Linked DNA regions of Bicyclus anynana: region 1 is linked to region 2. The links are chromatin contacts, called in public Hi-C maps. All regions are on one chromosome and are shown on one strand. The core of a region is the stretch at or near the end of the contact, and the rest is flanking DNA. Distances in the headings are between cores, read along the strand shown.

Evidence for each region. Hi-C and Micro-C count contacts between places; a contact is called where the count stands out from the background.
Region 1: a Hi-C map of whole body shows a contact between it and region 2, with 6 times the contacts expected there. The contact joins the promoter of LOC112051405 here to the promoter of LOC112051411 in region 2. A contact is called at or near these places in 2 of 2 Hi-C or Micro-C datasets (whole body and whole larva).

Annotation. Positions count from the first base shown.
Region 1 is chr4:18,613,150-18,615,849 of ilBicAnyn1.1, reverse strand. It overlaps LOC112051405 (U7 snRNA-associated Sm-like protein LSm11), which reads left to right and starts at 1,346. Exons shown (of 4, transcript XM_024090031.2): 1 at 1,346-1,717. The coding sequence starts at 1,423. The region is part of intron 2 of LOC112051403 (ecdysone-induced protein 74EF); the gene reads right to left.
Region 2 is chr4:18,480,128-18,482,827 of ilBicAnyn1.1, reverse strand. LOC112051411 (ADP-ribosylation factor-like protein 16) reads left to right here and starts at 1,374. Exons shown (of 3, transcript XM_024090040.2): 1 at 1,374-1,741; 2 at 2,105-2,203; 3 at 2,656-2,700. The coding sequence starts at 1,490.

The sequences.
Region 1 (2,700 bases), core at 97-2,596, 130 kb before region 2:
GCTATACGCAAATGTAAATAAACGTCATAATCTTTAAAATAAAGATGTGAGTTTTTATATGTATAATTTATTTTTAATTATGTAACAGCGTAAAGCAGGGAAAACTAAAAGTGAAAATTGTACGTAGTGGCGTGACTAGAGCGTTGACTCGTCAGCCATATTGGAATGATCACAGAGACCGGCTCGCGACTACGACGCACAATGCTCGATGTAGATTACGTAACCAATAAATTAATCGAGACTTTTAATTAAATTAAATAACGTGAAGAATAATAAGAAAACTTAGCAATCTAACCAATAAATTATTCATAATCGATTTAAAATCGCAAAGAATATTTTTCATTATGCATCATCAGTTAATTACGGAAGAACATGAGAGGACTTAGTGTTAGCCCTCGGGCTCTACACGCAATGCTTTTGCACTCACCTAAACCCCCGGTACCTATCACAGTTGACGTCCCGTTAACAAACCTTCGGCATTTATCACATTAGGCTTTTTTTAATCGTTGTTATTATTTTACTATAAAAACATTAATTAATTATTATTGAGTACATAAAGAAGCATTTCCTAGCAATATACACTGCTATAAATATAATATTATTATTATTTCATAACATTTTCTCTTATAAAGTCGTTTGCCAGATAAATTCCAGTTGACCTTGGTTCGTTTACTTCCTACTGCATATTACTACGAAGACCTTGTTGAATAGTACTATCGCAACATTGGCAATGAGTTCGACATATCAAGATAATATCTAATTTATTCCATATAACCTAAGTTTACATAATATTATCATTAAATGGCATTAACTTATTTTAATTTTCAAAGATGAACTTATACTAGCGCCATCTATTATGGAGTAGCAAAATATGTAATATATTCTAAGGTTTAAAAAAGTATATTTATGTGTTAAAATATCAGAAAAGGCATTGAATGTTATTCTAGTTTATTGCTTTCATAATTGCTGTAATTAAATACATTATTGGAGATAGGAAGAGCCTTCAACATTCTATCACGAGATCGCTATGACTGCAATGCCAGCGTTTAATGCCAGTGTAAAAAACACGCACCAAGTCAAACAACTTGCGAACGTTGGTAATTCATTACTACCTGTTATTATCAATATACAAGATTAGTTATTGTTGCTTTAAAACAAATGAATAACTACTTTATTAGGATGTGTTGCATAATAACATTCTTGTATTTTATAGTATAAGGTATTTGAGGGTATTCGACAAACTACAGAAATAAATAACCTAGAACCCTTTACCTCCAAAGTGTTCAAAATAAACATGATTGTCGATGGTCATGATATCGATAGTAGCTGTCAGTGTCAATGTCAAATGTCATTCATTTAAATCATTTTGTTTATAATTTTTATTTGCTGTAATGTTATGCAAAATAATAAATTACGCGAAAAATGTCTTCAACTTCGTCCTCCGAATCAGAAACTAGTGCCAGCAGTTCTAAATTTGATCCGATAAAAGTTTTATACTCAAAAAAGACGAAGGTTCCCGTTAAAAACGCACCGTTGTACGATAATTTACAACAGTTTGAATCGGCACTGAAATACAATGAATCGCAAAGTTCTTCTATCATACCCGTTGGTAAGCAAGAGCTTGTAAAGAAGAGGGAAGAGGAAAAAGAGGCAAAGAAGAAAGAAGAGGAGAAAAATCTTGCGGAAAAGAACAAACAGCGGTTTGCTCAGTATCAAGGTAGGATTGGGGTTATGTTTTTGTTATTGTTTATATTTCGTTGCGCGTCAATCAGTATGCGCTGATACAAGTCATTGGCAATATTTAACATGTAATATTGTTATATAGAATAGTAGACTACAGGTTAAATATTGCACAAATGCTATGATAAAATTAAGATAGACGAGTATAACACTTAAATATCATGCTAAAAAGATGAAAGATTATCTGTATATATATAAATAATATTCGATTTTGGCTGGTGGGAGGCTTCGGCCATGGCTAGGTACCACCCTACCGGTAAAGACCGTTCCGGTATGATTTTGTGTATAAGGGAGTGTGGATTTTCATCCTCCTCCTAACAAGTTAGCCTGCTTCCAATCTTAGATTGCATCATCACTTACCATCAGATTGCAGTCAAGGGATAACTTGTAAAGAATAAAAAAAATATGGTTAAATGATGACAGCTGGGTCACTCGCCCAACTCTTTGAACTATTGAAGAACTATATTGCAGATAACTGGATCTTCCCTTTTATATTACAACAAAATGTTAAGTTAAAATATACAATCTGATTGTAGTTATACTGAGACTACTTTATTTAATATGGAACTAAAAAATCTTAATATATAAATGCACAAGGACATTCTTCACGAAATCTCAAAAACCGCTTAAAATACAAAGATGAAATTTGCCATTGGAGGTAGTTTATAGATAGTATCTAGATAAATATTTAAATAGGTTACTAACTTGTTAAATATTGACTTGACTTATACTGTAGATAAGAGAACTTTCATTGTATACCAACAAGTTGACATTCATTCTGAGAGTGGAAGGTTTTTTAAAAAAGCTTTTCCTTTATACAATATATAAAATTTATAGCTTTTGTACAATTCATATTATACTCTTTTATATCACTTATTCTCAGGCGAAGTTCTAATTTATCATAATAAAATTGAAATTCCATGTAATTCCATCATTCTTGAAAACATATAGGTATTAGCT
Region 2 (2,700 bases), core at 125-2,624:
TAAAAACAATTACAAACAATACAATAACTGCTTATAATAATATAATAATTTTGTACTAGTTCTTTCTGAATAAATTGTTAATGTAGACGTATACCTACGTATTAAACACTACTTTCATAAGTTTCAGTTAATAATATTTAGTATGATTCAGGTACTCGTACTTAACATACTTTTAATAAAAATAAATTGACGGAATGTTGGAAAAGCCTCATTAGAAATATTAAAAAAGATAACATAGATTCAAAATAATGTAAGAGTTAAGTAATAATATGAGTAACTATAATATAAATTAATTCCAATTAAATAAAATTTAATGCATAAAAAAATTAACTTAGAACATTTCAATTTTAAATTGAATCGATATTAAGAGGCACATCCATCATTACCCATCACTAGCTTAGTTGTAGCTCTAAGCCTAAAATGGCGTTCCGAGTTACGTAAGCCAAGTTTAAGGCTGAGTGATTCGATCGCTGGTCACTTGTCAGTGAATGTTACAAGCGATACACCCACATGGAGCCCCGGCGATGCTTGCTATGCAAGGTCGACGTCATATGACAATGACAACAGTATATGAGCTATGGATAACGTCTATGGTTACACCATTGCATATGTCGTATGTAAATACTTGAATAAATACATTGTAATAAATATTATTAATCAATACCTAGCTTGTATATTCATTTTTAGGGTTCCGCAGTCCACAAGGAACCCTAGACTAGAAGAGAGTATTAAAAAACCTTATTTTATATTTAAAATGACGGCAAAATATGTAGTCTTGATAAATATATGTATTAGGTACAGTATTATTAAGTGTGGGATTGATATGATTATTGTGGGTGTGACAGGTTTAATGGTGTATGATGCTAATTTAAACTATGGAACCTCACACTGCGCTTTGACCGACACGCACTAAAGATTACGCACGTACACAGATTAAAGAATAATAGGCAGATAGAGCGCACGGAACACGACGATGTCGAAGCCGTTTCAAAAACTAATATATTCTCGAGTCAGTACCACACGAAGTGTCGCATCAGTAATTTCCAATATTATTCAAGATTATGTTTTTAAATACTTTAAAAACTGTTTACAAAAACTAAAGAAATATAGGAGTAATTATTATTGATGTGTATTGTTTAAGTATATTTATTATAATAAAAAAAAGATAGGAGTAATTTTTATAGACAATTATTGATTTACGTAATTGTCGTTAATGGTAAATTTTGAAATACAAATTATAAAAAACGTTTGTTTTTTTATGGGTTTCACCGGCCTCACTGCGCTGCTTGTATAGACTCATTCTGGATAATCTTTATTCTGTGTATAAAACAAAACATGGAAAATTCAAAAAAGTTGAATTGACTCTTTGGCAGAATATCTTCACGCAAAAGTATGTTGATACAGCGACATCTTTTGACAAGTAGTTGAAATAAAGTACTATCTGCTCTACCAACTCTTTATTGACCAAACGAAGTACGATACTAAAAAAATGGAGGACCCTGAAAAGCATATCCCGATTCTTTGTTTAGGACCTAAGGGATCCGGTAAAACCACTTTACTCAAGAAATTACAAGAAGCTGAAGGGATAGACTACACTTACAGTCCTGTGCCCACTATAGGAACAAATATTTACGACATCCAACATCTGAACAAAGCTGGGAAGAAGCAAGTGCTTTCAATTCGGGAAGTTGGCGGTGTAATGGCACCACTCTGGAGCAATTACTTCGAAGGTGTTGAGAAGGCAAGCAAAAGATTATGTAATTCACTAAATAAACATCCATACACAATGTTTTTCTTAATGAATGGTTGCAAAATCTTTACATTTCAGAACTATAACCCTGACTGTAATTTAAGTCAGGACTGTATTTTTTTTTTAATAATCGCGCTCGTGGCTCGAGCAATAGAAATAAAATAGCCATAAATTATCTTTATCTGTCGAGCAAATTGAGTATTTCTAATGTTAGTTTTTTGTGTTTTCCCTAAACGTACCCACCATAATATTAAGGGCTCATACTTGGGAGAGGTACTCAACAATAGTACAACAACAAAAAGTACACTATCTCATGTTCATCTACCGCGCTAACCATATTATTGTATTTTCCAGGTAATCTACGTAGTTGACACATCAAACTTATGCCAAATCTCCGCGACTGCTGTTTTACTGTACACATTGTTGGCTGAACCGAAGCTGAAGAAGGCTAAGGTAAGTAATAATCTTCAGAGTAACGTACCTACTATCCCTACCTACGAAGAGCGAATACATCAAGTACCTACCTACCTAATACTTTTTTCTAGTAATAGTTAACGAATAAGCAAATAAGAGATTTTATCTTGATAAAAAAATATAAAACGATTGGATTTGACTCTTGACTTGATGATGTACTTAATACATACAGGATTAACTACATCATCAAGTCAAGAGTGAATAGGCATCTTCTAGGCAAGCGCATTCCACCATAGACTACATTGTCGCTTACCATCAGGTGTGACTGCAGCTACGGTAGGAACCTTTTTTAATTAGGCAAAGGTGCCCTAATTTAAAAAAATCAGTATCATAGCGCGATGGTCTCTCGTCACAAATGTAAGAAAATACCCTCAACTTTATCCGTTGTATTTGAAATTCTACTGTAAATTCAAATAGGGATTTTTTTACAGTTTATTTTAGTGTTGAGCAAAATGGACGCAGCGTACAGGCAAATG